2 separate regions of the Mus musculus genome follow, and region 2 is linked to region 1. The links are chromatin contacts, called in public HiChIP or PLAC-seq maps. All regions are on one chromosome and are shown on one strand. The core of a region is the stretch at or near the end of the contact, and the rest is flanking DNA. Distances in the headings are between cores, read along the strand shown. Region 1 has its middle 86 kb from the start of Gm39262. Region 2 holds the start of Cdh13 (cadherin 13).

Region 1 (7,714 bases), core at 2,869-5,368:
GATTTCATGTAGACAGGCTTTTGGTGAGAACATAGGCAAAAAGTGAAGCGATCTCCATTAATTTTGTAAACATTAAACTCCTCCCAAGTCTCACGCATTGGCTGAGCTCTTGAGTCACACCAGTAAACCAGCCACATTTATAAACTTATGTCATGAAGGTGTCAGGAACACCCCAGTAGTCCAAGGTCATGAGACACAGGAAGCAGATGTGCAGGGAGATGGGGCCTCCCTCTCTCAGAGATGTCAGAACTGACTTTGAAAAGATGTTATCAGGTCAAGAAGGGTCGGTACAGGGTCAGCAGCTAGAGCGTGGCTCCAAGACACTCTCTAGAGTTATGTCAGGACTCTGTGTGACTGTCCCTCACACCCTCCATTGGCCTTCATATGATTGACAGAGACTCTGCTGGGCATCCCACTGGGGGGAGGGGGGCGGAATCTGGTTCTGATTACCTTAGAATCAGGTCTGTGTTCTCATCTTCCCTAAAAACACCCACTCATTTATTCATTCATTAATCTCTCTCTCTCTCTCTCTCCTCTTTCTCTCTCTGACACACAATCTCATATATACACTACACACACAATCTCAAATATACACTCTCACACACAGACACAGACACACAATCTCGTATATATACTCACATACACACACAGACGTAGACACACAATTTCATATATGCACTCACATACACACAGATACAGCCGCAATCACATATACACACACACACATACACAGTCTTATATATACATTCACATACACACACAATCTCATATATACACTCACACAGAGAGACACACTTATAAAGTCACATTCATATGATTTCATATTTTCTCACCCTCACACATCCTCATACCTTCATGCTCTTACACACCAATACACACTAACAGGCATGCACCCACATACCCCAAACAAGTCTACAATCACACTCATGAGCCTGTATGCACACATGCATGTTATTTTCCCACTCAACTTCAGTTTCTAGTGGAAGCCATCCAAGAGGCAGGTGGTAAGATACTGGGGTGAAAGACTACTGCATACAAGGCCCTTTTTCTCAATACAGATTTCCTTCCTCCAGGCAAATCTGGGTTGCATGGGATTCCTTCCCATTCAGCATTAGCCTGTAACTTTAATTTTTTTTCAAAATTAAATTAATTTAATTTTAATGATGGTTCTTAAATGCTCTAACCTCCCTTGTAGCCCATCACCTATCAGAGTTAGTGGAAAAGGAAGAAGTTGACATGTTTAGAAAGGTTCTTTGGAGCAACTCCCATCTGTGTTGTCTGGAAATCAGCAGTTCAGGTCACAGGTCAGCAGTGGCAGTTCGATCCACTTGCAAACACTTCATGAGCATACCAGCAGTCCAGTTCGGAAGAGACGGGATAGCAAACATGAACCAGCAGCGGTGGCACTACCTCGCAGAGACAGCCGGGCCTCAGCCTCCTCACCAGTCAGCAGGAGGGACTGAGAGGGGTGCCAACAGTTCTCAGCTGTGCCTCTTTCAGCGAAACAAAGATTGGTGAAGAAGCAAGGCCAACAAGTATTACATGGCTAGCTCTATAAGCAAGCCTAGCTCAGCCCCTTCACTGTCCGTTGAGTCCTTTTATACTCCCTCCAAACATCACTTGTCCTCCACAGGTCTTGCCTCAGCACGTCCATCTGGCTCAGCTGACATCACTCTGTCAATCAGCCTGAGTCCTCGGAAGTAGCAAGAAACTGCAGCACACCACCAGAAGGTTTTGTTTGTTTGTTTGTTTGTTTCGTGTGATTCTCTCTATGGAGTCCTTACAAATGGAGCTCAACTATGCAATGTAAGGCAGACCAATACCTGTGTGTCGTTAGCGAAGAATCCTTCATCGTGTGTCCCTTCACGTGCTTATTTTAAAAGAGCATCCTTTCACCTGTGTCTGCTTCAGGGAAATGTCCCTTCACATGTCTGCCTTAGCAAAGCACCATCCAACACAACTGGCTTTCCAAAGAACCCTCAAGTTTCCACATCAATAGCCTATTATCAACAGCACAGGGATCCAAAGTAGTAATGTGTTATCTCTCTCTGGCCCCTCTCCTTTGTGGTTTCCCATCTCCCTCACCCCACAAGCCCATAAGGTCCTTCGGGTTTGTCTTGTGGCTCACTGTCCTTCCCCGACACTGCCTCCCTGGCTCTCTGGTTTTCTATCCCTACAGTTTGCTCTTATTCAAGGGTGGCTCTCACTCCAGGCTCCCATTCAGTCTTTCCACAACTGGGAACCACTCTCCCCCAGGTAGATATTCAGCTGGGTGCTTTGACTTAGGAGTCACCTTCACAGCGAGACCTTCGCCCATCATCATGGTGAACACCCGTAGCCCTTCCTCTTTCAGGCTTCCCATTTCTCAGTCCTGTTTCTGTAGCTCATGCTCTCTCTCACACCATATAGTCTATAATGTACTTTCTCAAGTGTTTTATCTCCATATACCCGGAGAGAAGGGACCCTCCCAAAAGACAGAAACAGCTCTCAAATGGGGTCACAGGCTATTCCCCAGCACATAGCAGCATAACTCTATAAACCCACAACCGTCATTATACCTGACCCCTCAGAATGGGATACAACGTAGGATACTACCCTGGGTCTGTGGGGTTAGCAGGGTAGCAACTGGAAGGAGACTGGGGTACATGGCTCTCTGCAAATGCTTCCTCCACCTTGCCTCCTTTGCTTTCAATGTTTGCCTGTGAGCTTTCATATCAGAGTGTATCTAAAGGAAGATATCCACTGATTTAGATTAAAAAACAAAACAAAACAAAACACAACCACTGTAGAAAGATAACAGGGTCAGATGTGGAGTGGAGCTCAGCTTTGCTACTTCGATGGCAAGATATTAGCCAAAGCCACGTCCAGACTCTGAGCTGAAGCCCTTGCACAACAGCTACATAGGACACACAATATCTACACTGGCCAAAGATGCCTCTCTCTGACCAAAGCAGAGGGTTGTTGAAAGATGGGTCCTTCTGAGGTATGTGGGTGCCTTTGTGGATCTCCTTGGAGACATGGGGTATAGGAGGTCAGCTAAGTGAGAAGTCAGAAGCCGAGAGAGAAAGAGGGAGGGAGGGAGGGAGGGAGGGACGGAGGGAGGGAGGGAGGGAGGGAGAAGAGGAGAGGAGAGGAGAGGAGAGGAGAGGAGAGGAGAGGAGAGGAGAGGAGAGGAGAGGAGAGGAGAGGAGAGGAGAGGAGAGGAGAGGGAAGAGAAGAGAAGAGAAGAGAAGAGAAGAGAAGAGAAGAGAAGAGAAGAGAAGAGAAGAGAAGAGAAGAGAAGAGAAGAGAAGAGAAGAGAAGAGAAGAGAAAAGAAAGTCTCATAAGCAGGGTAGGGGGTGCTCTAGAAGTCAATGACACTGTCATCCTCAATTGCTCTTTGATTTATTGTTTGAGACAGGGTTTCTCACTGAAACCCAGGGCTCACCAGCTCAACTAGACCAGTAGTAATCCAGCAAGCTCTAGGAGATTCTCCTGCCTCCACACCCCTCCCCCAGTGCTGGGGTGACAGATGTGGCTGCCGCACCCAGATTTTCTATAGTTGCTGGAGATTCAAATTCAGGTCCTAAAGCTTACATAGCAAGTACTTTGCCCATGGCCATCTCCCCAGCCTGTGAACCCAAATCCAACCATTTCACAGCCACCCTTAGAGTATAGAGGCAGAGTGCCCACAGAGGAAAACCAAAACAAAATGCCCAGCCCTTTCTTCTGTTACTTCCATGCCAAGGATTAAACAGCGCACTCCAAAGCCACAGACAAGTCATAACACGCCCATATTTTATCTGGGTCACATCATATGCAGCATAATTAATGTTTAAAAAGCATTTCTGCAGTAAAATGTCTGTGATAGCCAGCGTGTGTCATGAGGATGCTGTGGCTGTGCCTAATTTGATTGCAGAAGAGATTTCTAGTTAGTGGAGTGTTGCTGCCAATGGCCCCTTACTGGACTCAGCTAAACACAGCCAAGTGATTGCATTTCCAATCAGAGGCAGAGCCCTGGACGACAAGTCCCCCGTGAGTGCGTTTCCTGGCCGCAAAAGCCCTTTGTTCGCTGTCTGATTCTGCAAGTGCACTTTCTCAGACATCTCCGGATCACTGGGCTGTTTACCAGCATCTCCAAGGAGGCTCCTTGTGTGAACGATATAAAAGAATCCTCGGCTGAGATCGCCTGATGGCGGACCTCTGTCGAGCCGTTCCCTCAATTTGGTGAGCTGATGAAAAGCATAAATTATCTCAAAGCACTAAAGTTTGACGATTTCTTCTCTAAATGAATGTTTTAGTCCCCACATAACAATAGAAGCAAAATGAGGCGAACTGAACGATGAATGGACATAACCGATTTCTGGCTGGCCCAACATATCTCTGTCAGCCGTTCCTTTGAATTCGCTCCTCCACTGCATCTCTGCTTCCTCCCTGGGAATTTCACCCTGGCACAGGAAAGAGCATCCTCCACTCATCCATGGGTCAGCAGGAGTGTGGCTGAGTCTGATAGACAGGAGACTCATTTCTGGACCTCAGAGACATGATCCACCAGATCTTAAAGAAACGTCCTGCTGACCCTGGCTTGACCATGGACAAACAGACCAGTTCTGACATCTAGTCTTATAGCTTTTACTGGAGCATCCCTGTGTGTCACTTGCAACCAATTTAACAAATGATCAGACTACAAATCTACTGCTAAAAGTGAATATGGAAAACAGTCTATTAGTCCCCCTCCTCATCCTCCTCAGACATGTAAGTTGGGTGAAGTTAATGGTTTGTCCACTAAGATGTTACATTACAATACATAGCTGCATTGCAGCTTACTGAAGAATCATGCTTTCTGCTCGAAAATGTGAGTTGTCAATCAGTGCAGCTATCCAACCACTGTTCTTCCCTTCCCTCTATGTCTAGGAAGCTGGTTCCTTCTGATAATGGGAATGGCACCTACATCTCTGTTGCATTAAACAGTAAGCTCTTTGGGCTTGCTTATTAGCTTTCGCTGGAGCATCTCTGTGTGTTCCCTTACCCAACTAAGGTCACAGATCCCCTGCAAGAGGCATCCAAATACAGGTTCAATGCTTGGAGCCACGAGCTGCCACTGAGTCACCATCCATCCTCTCTGTTGTCATTCATGTCTGCATATCTGACTGCCCCACAAAGCAAACAGTCCGCTGTTTTGGGGGGCTATGGAGATCTCCTGCACCACAGCATGCCAGGGGCTTAGCCCTGGATTAACCACAAAAGGCACAGGGTAGTTCTCTCATACAAGCATTACTAAATTAATGAGTCAAATCTTTTTGGAAGGTTCAGATTTTAAAACCTAGTTGTGGCCGGGTATTTATAGACTGCCCCCCAATATCTCTGTATCCTCCTAATATTTCCCAACTCCCCTGCTCTGTGAGACATTAGCGTATAAAATATGTGTCTTTTCACAGCGTTTAAAAAAAGGAGTGCATCGTCTCTGCTCTCTCTCTGTCATAGTGCAGTTGATATATCTGAGGCTGCTGTTAATATACAGTTGAGCCCAAAATAAAATCACCTGTACCCTGAAGCAGAGAAATGAGATGCCGTAAAAACCATGTCCTGGATTGTAGAGGTTACCTGACAGCACTGTGTACCCTAAACCTGCTGAACTGAAATGGCTTATTTGTTACGGCAGCACAACATAGACTAACCTGATCAATCCCAGGAGCAACAGCTAACGCCTCGTCTAAATAATTCACATGGGGTTTCCCCCCTTCAGAATCACACTGTGCACAGGAAGCCAAGCTCGGACCTCTTAAAAGTTTAAAACTCAGAAATAAGACTTTATTTTTAAATCTCTATAGTCTGGTGTCTTTCCCCCCCCCCCCCACCCCCAACCTGACATCCGAAACGGCTAAAGGGAGAGTTATCTCATAAGTCACCCACACCCACATCTCTGAGGCTACTGACTAGCCAGTTACTGTGAACACGGGAGTGTTTTCTATGTGTGTGGATGCCTTGTGACCCAGGCATCCAGTCTACTTACAGATAGAAAGAGCCGTGTGCTGGGAGGAGCATCTCTCTGTGGATGAAGCCAGCTTGTGTTCTGAGTTGACAGGTTTGAGTCCCCACCCCCACCCCCCTCACCCCCGTGAGTGGGCGGACAGTCAGAGACAATTTGCTAAAGTTTCCTCAGGTGTGATTACAGCACAATTACACTGATAATCAACTCAGTGTGCGGCCAAAATGTTTTCTAACAAGAAAGTATTCCAACACAGGGAAACCTGAGTCTTTAGGGAGAAGGCAATTCACAAGGTAGTGTCTCAGTTGCGTGCTGCAAAGGGAAAGTGCATTCTCTGAAATTTGGTGCTTGAAACAGGGTGAGTCAGGGCTTTAGTGTTTGACCCAGAAGAAGGGGATGTGGAAAAGGTCCCCACCTTGTGTCATGGCAGGGTGCCTTGGAAACACACAAGCTTTTATGTACGTTTCTTTCCCTTCCCTCACACTCTGCAGTGCTAGCCTAACCCCTGAGGGAAAGCATCAACATTTAAGGAGAACCTGCTCTTTTTTTATTCATGCTCATTCAAGCCACCAGCCCCTTGCAGCAGCCCTTCCCCGAGCTCGCCATTCAACATTTAGAGGGTATTGGGCAAGTCACTGAATTGCTCTGATCTGTTGACCAGCCACCTAGAAATTTCCCAAGCCACCTGCTACCCCTGCCAGACTCGGCGGATGGTCAAGATTTTGGAGATGCCTTTGGTTTCCTGGGAAACAGGTTCTGAGATAGAGCCTTTCATGTGGATAGCTTACTTGCCTCATCCCAGGGAAGGACAAAGAAGAAGCTGTTTAAGCACAGGAGTATCTGAACTGCAGGGCTGTTGCAGAACAACCTTAGCAATCATGCGGGGGCTCTGGAGCCGATGACCCTTCAAAGTGTCTCATTTTGAAGCAATAGGAGATAGGTCCCAGACACCACTATTGACAACTACCCCATCACTGGCTGGTCTTAGGGTGCATAAGTTTAGGGAAGACAATTCCCCACAGCCAGAGCAGTACCAGGGAAACACTCAGTCACAGGCCATTAGCAAGCAACAAACCCAGCAAGTACCATATAGACACCTAAATCCTAAAACAGCAAATGCCTGACACTGCACACTGCTTGCACATTCTTCAGGAGAGAAGAGCCTATGTTGTGTATAGCTTTCAATAGCTCCAGGATTGGGCTGTGCTACCAGCCTCCTCCTAGCTTCCCTTAAATCCATAGATAAACACACACACACACACACACACACACACACAATTGTTCATTTTCAACTTGTGTTCTTGGCACAATTTCTGGGCACTACTATCTCCCACCTGGAAAATGTGCCCTTATCTTGGCTCTTAGCTCTGTACCTCCCACCTGACCTAACCTTAGTTGGTCAGTTGAATCTAGTCCCTGCTAAACATCTCTGACCACTCACCTATGGGAGTGGCCACAGCCCACCACTCCTCCTGAAACCTCACATGGCTACCTAGTTCTTCTCTCTCTAAAGCATGGCAAACTCTCTCTTCCTCCCTTGCATCTGTATCCTTTTCCTTTAGGGACCAGGAAATCCTGCCTATACCTTCCACCTAGCAATTGGCCCATGGCTTTCTTTACTGCCAGATCAAGAACCAACTGGGGAACAAGACCTTAGCATGAGCACCACCCCTACAATCCTGTACACTGTACAGCTCATGGTCTAGAAGAGAGAAGGGGACGAAGAGTAGATGAAGATATCTAGA
Region 2 (7,093 bases), core at 435-2,934, 250 kb before region 1:
GCAGGGTCACACACTCACACACACACCCTTGGGTCATTTCTATGGTCATTGCATTTCTGGGGTGCCAGCTCCTCTCCAGCAGCCATCTCCCCTTAGAAGGCTTCCTACCGAACCCTGACTTCATCTCCAGTTTCCCACTTCATGTACAACCCCGTGCCTCTTCCACTGGAACCCAAGAATCCTGCCCAGAAAACTCAACACCCATGCCTCAGGCATTCCCGCACCCCCCCCCCCCATTCTCTCTGCATGGCCCTGCACTTCTGCAACTACCCACTTGTAGACTGCCAGTTCTAGTTCCCAGAGGCTGCCTAAAAGGACAAGGAGGGACCGAGCCAGTATGCCAGCATGCTTCCTGGAGCTTCAGTCCTTAGAGGAGGACTGGGCGTGCCTCCTCAGCCTCCAGTGCCTCTGGCCTGTCCCCTAAGTGTTGCTTTCCTACACCCAAACTTCCAGGGATCTCCGAGCTTCAGCCGGGCTGAGGAGAGCCCCAACATGCCTCTCCTGCTCTCCCAACCTTGCCCTGGCACCGCAAGGATCTGGAGGGTTATCTGCCAGGCAGCTGCAGCCTGGTGAGGAGGCTTGAACTTTTCCTTGTGCTCAGCGCCACCCGCCCGCCCGGGGAAGACAACAGAGGCTGCAGCCTGGGCTCGGGCAGGAGCTCCAGCTGTCTGGACAATGGGGGCCCAAGGGGCTGGGGGTAGTGGGCCTGCGCTATGCAGAGGAGACCGGGGATCGTGCTCAGGCCCCTTTCAGCCCGGAGCTGGAGAGCCGGAAGACCCCAAAGCCGGAGCGGCGGGCGCCTTGCTTTGAAAGACAGCAGCAGCCGGGCTGCGGAGATCCGCTGGCGGGAGGCGCCTTGCAGCTCGCCAGCCGAGCTGGGCGAAGAGAGGACGAGCGCCCCGGGAAGTCAGTGATGCCAGCTCCGGCCTCTCCCAGCCCGGCTGCCGGCTGAACCGAATGGCTCTTCCCGCCCCCCCTCCTCCCGGCTAAGGCACTGGGCTACGGGGCAAGCACAATCCCTAGGAGTCGCCTCGAAAGGAGTGTGTATCCGATGCACGAACCTCGGGAGGAGGCGAACCAAAGTTACCCTACTTGATGTCAGCCAGGATGTCGCTTTGCTTGCAAAAAGGCTCTGTCTTCCCTAGAATGAGCTTACACGCGCACACACACACACACACACACACACACACACACACACACACTAGCCGGCAAGAGGAGCCAGGCTCCTCTAGGATCGGAGCTGAGGGTGACCTCGCATCTGAGCTAGCCGGGTATATCTGCACGGCGGCTAGCAGAAGCCCCGCGTCCCTCCGATTGCTTCTGGCCATCACCAAGCAGGGCGATCTGAATGCAGAAAGCTGGTGGGAGCGCGCTGACTGCGGCTCACATTCCCTACCTGGGACAGCAGGACGCACAGGGTGAGCGGAGTTCTCGGCTGCATCTTGCCCGACTAGAAGAAGCGCCTGGCGGCGTTTGCATTCACACACGCGGCTGCACTGAGCATATTTTCCGTGGGAGCCAGCCTTTGAGGAGAGGCTCTGCCTCGCCAGCCAGCCAACTTCCCAAATAGATCAGCGGCAGCATCGCGAAAGCATTGGGTAGCGGCTGATGACCAGGACCAATGGCTTTACAAGACGGATTCCTTCATAACGCTCCCTCGTTTTGCATGGCAGATAGGGGCGAGCACCTCGCAGGGAGAGCCCCCTCCGAGCAAGGAGGCGGCACGTTGGCTTTTTTTTTTTTTTTTTTTTTGACTCCTGGTGCCCAGCCTCACAAATCAGGCTGGGCAATGCCAACTGATTCCACTTTCCCTAGGAACTGGAATTGCACCCGGGACCGGCAGCCACTTCTAACACATTGCGAAAAAAGATTCTCTTTATTAAAATGTTAATAAGATCCACTTTATTCCCAATAAATCACATAAAATGACCCCCGCAGCCGCAGCCCTCTATGCCCTAAGAGTCTTGCTGGTAGATTTCTTTGGCTTTGTTTTTCGTTCGCCCTCTCCCCCTCACCCCCCCCCCGCCCCCATCGGCCCCCAAAGTGGCTCAGCCACCGGTGGTGTTTGGTGTTTTTCTGCCATCACCACAAATCACAGAGTGGACAGATCAATTCTAGCTTGCAGGAAAAATCCATCAAGGAGCAATAGATTTTATTAACTGCTCAGGTGAGGGTGGGACTGGCCGACACTCCACAAGCGTGAACCAAAGCCAGAGTGAGTCATGGCTTGAGAAAATTCTGTTTTTCCCCCTTTGGATGTGACCTTTCAGAGTCCCTGAGCTATTCCCAAGGGCTCGAAACAGTGCTAGCCATGGCTCAAGGAGTCCTAGAGTTGGGGAGTGTTGGAGATTAGAGAAACAGGGACACATAAGGCGGTTCTTCCCTCGAAGAGATCTAAAGCTAAGGCAGGAAAGTCCTTATTTTCGTGCAGCTTTCTTCCTGAGAGGACTTATGGGTTTTACAATAAAAGGCATTTATCCATCTGAGATAGAAAACTTGGACCGCAAAAAAAGTTTATAAAACTAAAACGCTAACTTCCAACTACAACCGAGTTGCTGTGATTTGGACAAATGAGCTTCCTAGTAGCCAAAGCAATATGAAAAAGAAAATGAATGCCATTTTTGTTGTAGAAAATGTGTATAAGTAGCCGGGCAGTGGTGGCGCATGCCTTTAATCCCAGCACTTGGGAGGCAGAGGCAGGCAGATTTTTGAGTTCCAGGCCAGCCTGGTCTACAGAGTGAGTTCCAGGACCGCCATGACTACACAGAGAAACCCTGACTCAAAAAAACCAAACCAAACCAAACCAAACAAAACAAAAACAAAAACAAAAAAACAAAAAAAAAAAATATATAAATGAAAAAAAAGAAAGAAAGTAAAGAAAATGTGTATAAGTTACATTCAATACTGGTATCAATATATCACGTGGCATCTGTCACAGCGAGACACTGAGCAATAGGCCAGTGGGTTTGGGAAATATTTCAACTGCCAGCACAGGGCCTGGGATGATGAGACAGTGATTGGTATGTATCAAAGAGCAGATAGCTAAGTCAATCAAGAACTAGCAGACGGTAAGGAGGACCCTAGAGTCTGGAACTGAACTAGCCTGCTGACACCCCAGCTCTTTATTCAGAGCAAGTTGCCCAGACTTTGAGTCTCCATTTGTCTCCTGGCTAAAACTCCTAAGGTCACACTGCGGATTCAGCGGCACCTCGTTGAATGAGCACCTCACCCACTCAAACTGACATGCTTTCTAAAATTCCTCCCTTGTCTGCGCCTTGGCCATAAGGTCACTGCATGTGATTCTCCCCCACCCCCACCCCCCAAGGGCCTTCGTGACAATGCTTTCATGTCTGGTGCTTGGTTGTTTTAGCCAACTACACACATTACAGATAGCAATGCCATCCGGAGAGCCCACAGACGATATTGAGGAAACCACTGCCTCATCCGTTCTCATCTGATCGCCTAAATAGCGCCACCTGCCCTGAGAATTTCATAAACATGTCCTGTAGTAGATGGCATTCCATAAAGAGGACAGTGTGAGAGCCATGTGTACAGAAATCCGTCCCCCACATTGCTGCTCAGAGATAGCAGACAAGCTTGGAGTCTACAGAGATCCAAATAAGGATATCTGAAATCTCTCTATTAGTCTCTATTCCAGGAAAACCGTCATCTGGTCAACCAGAGGCCAGCTACCCTGAGACCAGAGGTTAGCAAATATAGACAAGGAGACAGGAAGAGGGGACAGCTCAGCTCAGAGGATGGGTAATCAAGGTAACAGTGCACTGGTAGAATCGAAAGGTCTTCCCTTATCTTCATAACAACAGCCTTGCCCAGGGAGGCCACTCATTGAGTAGGGAGGGTCCTAGATACCCTTAACGACAGTTGGTGTCCTGCCTTTATACTTTGGTCAGCCTTCATGCGCTCTCCCCAATCCATCATCCTTAGTGTCTCTCGCAAAATGTACCTAGGCTTCTGCCTTCTAAGTAAATGTCAGGGCTAGACTTGTTTCCAATTGGGGTGTAGCACGTGACCAGATCTAGCCAAGGAGCTGTGATTGAGAGTGACATGTGTCACTGCAAGGCTGGGGTGTTTGTTTCATGGCCACTGTCAGACAGGCTGGTTTGTTTCCCTGGTAATAGGGATCAGAAGCATTTGTGCAAAGTGCCTTTACTGGGGAGTATTCGCAGGTAAGCATCTGCAGGAAGACAGTGTAGAAACAGATGTGAAGAAAGTGTAGTCACAACAGAGGCCCTGACCATCCCAGAGCCCCCAGCTTAGAACAGCCCTTCAGACTTTACCCTGGTGGTGTTAGAGTTTTACTGGTTTTTGTTTGTTTGTTTTGTTTTTAGATTTATTTATTTTATGTATATGAGTACACTGTCACTATCTTCAGACACACCAGAAGGGGGCATCGGATCCCATTATAAATCCCCAGGTCTATGGGTTTGTTTTAGGTTTTGGTTTTTTTGTTTTGTTTTTTGAACTAATTAAGCCATTAGTTAGATTTATGCCTCCCACCACCACCACCCCCAAGTCATGAGTGAGATGATTTGGCTTGGCCAAGAGCAGTTCTCTAGTCTGATCTCAAATCCATCACACACATGCATAGCTGAGGTGATGGCCTAAGACACAGATGGCCCTACAGGTTTGATGGTTTCAGCAAAGACAGGTGCAGCTTGTGAATTGGAATCTTGACCATCCCACGCTAGCATCCCTGGGTTTCTGTTCTGGGAGCTTCGGCTCTCCAGAAGGAAAGCTCCAGTTGGGTTTTGACTCTAAGGATGTCTGTTCCTCACTATTTCCTTGCCTCTTCTTCTACAAACTCACCAATGCTTGGAAGAGTTGTGTTCTCAAGTCTTGAGGTATTCCTAAAAACACTTGGGGGACTCTGGCTCTCTAAGCTTAAAATGGTCAGAAGAGTCTTGCCAGCAGGCTAAGGGCTGGGGTGGGTCCTGCAGGATCCACCTACATTGAACTAGTAGCTTTGACACTCTGAGTCTCAATTTCCATTCAGTAGAATGGGACTCCTAACATGGTTACACTCCAAGAATGGCTGCAAAGCCCAAATATGATTTGGTCCCTTCTCCCCCCACCCCCACCCCCACCCCCGGTCCATCCCCCTCCATACTCAGAAAATGTGATTTGGTCTTAAAACATGGGATGGAGTTTTGTTCAACCAAGACAGAAAATAAATCATTTCCTTCTGATGATAAAAGGCTTCTAAAAAGAAAATCTATTTTTTCTTTTGTTTATGTGGTTCCACTTGTTTTCCTTTGGGGACCCTAGTGGGGAACTTTCCACTGATGGATTGATCAATGGTGGCCAATACTGCCCAGTCCTGAGAGCTACAGCTCTCTACCTGTCCCCACTCTGCCTCCTCTATGCCAGCCCTCAGCAACCACTGTAACGGATGGAAAACTGTCTTTAGACCCTTTCAAGGGACTTCAACTTGGCCGGAGAAGTGACAGGTCATCTAACAGCCAGCAGCTGCCTCCTGTGAGTGCCAGGGGTTGGGACTATTTCCTCTGCTTGGATGACGTGGCTGAATACATTCCAGAGTGAAGAAATGGCTGTGGATGTGTGCATGCTTGTGTGTATGTGCACAGGAACATGGGATATGTGTATGCATTTGCACACGTGGATGCATGATAGCAATAGGTGTATAGTATAGCCAAGATACATTTTTCAAGTTTTGCCTGGACCATTGTTGGTAACAGAATAATGGCAAAATAAATAGGCACTTTTATGAGAAGAGACAGCTCAGAGTGACTGGAGGAGGCTGCTGGATATAATGGACATACTAAGGCAGAATGGAAGGAAGTCTATGCTACTAGTCAATGAGTCTTGATACTAACCATGCTGTCAGCCTAAGATGGCACACGATCTTTCAGTTCTCTTTGGCCAGGGAATCACCCACTTTTCCTAAGCTAGAAGCCTGTTCTAGACTTCTTCAGAGCCCTCTGTGACACTCAATATCTCACTCCAACCAGCATCTCCTGCTCTACCTTGAACTTGGCTATGGGACTGGTGGGGGACAAGAAACAATGGCAGGCCAGCCAAGTCCAAGTCTCAAGAGGCCCTCTCTGCTTCAGCGTTCTCTCTCTCTCTCTCTCTCTCTCTCTCTCTCTCTCTCTCTCTCTCTCTCTCTCTCTCTCTTTAGGCATAGGGGAGGGATGGATGAACTCTTGACTCCCACAAGATCACCTGTTTAAATGCATGGTCCCCGGGTGCTGGTGCTGCTTCCAAAGGTGATAGAACCCTTAGAATGTGAGGCCTGGCTGGATGAAATGCATCTCTGGTGGACACAGGCCCTGAGGTTGATAGACAGGTGGACACTTCCTGCTCTACCTCTGTTTTTTTGTTTGTTTGTTTGTATTTTTTCTTTGTTGCTGTTGATGGTGGTGATATTGATGTTTATTCCACTAAGATGAACAATGACTATCATTTGCTTCCACCACCACAGATCACCTGTGGCCACCTCTGCCCTCAAGAACAAACCTGAGCCAACCTCTCCTCTCTCAAGTTACTGCTTGCCAGGAGGTATTTGGTGATAGGACGCAAAAGGTAGCTAACAAGGTTTTTGTTTGTTTGTTTTGATTTTGTTTTTGTTTTCTGCATCTGTGATGGTGGTGCACTCCAACAAAAACTGACTTGGGGAGGAAAAGGTCTATTTCATCTCAATGTACTGTAACAGTACAGTCTATCCATTGTTGAAGGGAGCCAGGACAGGTAGAAACCTAGAGGTAGGAACTGAAGCCAAGACAACGGAGTACAGAAACCATGGCTTTCGATCATTGTCTTCATGGCCCCTGTTGAGCTAGCTTTCCCACCAGACCAAGGATGGGCCATCCTGTATCAATTAGCAAACAAGAAAATGCCTCACAGACATGACCACGCACCAATCTGATGGAGGCAATTCCTCCATTGAGACTCCCTCTTCCTGACTCTAGCTCATGTAGAGTTGACAGTAAAAACCACTACACACACTTTCCTTGTGATCTCTCCTAAACCTTGAAACAGCGTTTGTAGGCAAGCTTGCTGGGGTGAGCATGAAGGTGTTTGGAGATCTGTGGAGGATACTTGGAGTATGGCA

What was found. HiChIP or PLAC-seq counts read pairs in DNA pulled down with a chosen protein or histone mark.
Region 2: a contact with region 1 is called in an H3K4me3 HiChIP or PLAC-seq map of neural progenitor cells, with 5 times the contacts expected there. The contact joins the promoter of Cdh13 here to the enhancer-like site in region 1. A contact is called at or near these places in 1 of 39 promoter capture datasets (hippocampal neurons), 1 of 484 Hi-C or Micro-C datasets (myocytes), 2 of 115 datasets of contacts at active chromatin or transcription factors (neural progenitor cells and stem cell-derived neural progenitor cells) and 1 of 9 other capture datasets (embryonic stem cells).

What each region holds. Positions count from the first base shown.
Region 1 is chr8:118,030,560-118,038,273 of GRCm38.p6, reverse strand. No RefSeq gene overlaps it. Among named protein-coding and RNA genes, the nearest start is that of Gm39262, 86 kb to the right of the region's middle. Within about 2 kb of position 4,118, at least 19 of the 459 cell types and tissues checked have an H3K27ac peak or open chromatin away from gene starts, as enhancers often do. A contact at or near this core is called in neural progenitor cells and stem cell-derived neural progenitor cells, where this site is marked.
Region 2 is chr8:118,278,202-118,285,294 of GRCm38.p6, reverse strand. It overlaps Cdh13 (cadherin 13), which reads right to left and starts at 1,684. Exons shown (of 14, transcript NM_019707.5): 1 at 1,397-1,684. The coding sequence starts at 1,441. The region is part of intron 2 of Gm51555 (a long non-coding RNA gene); the gene reads left to right.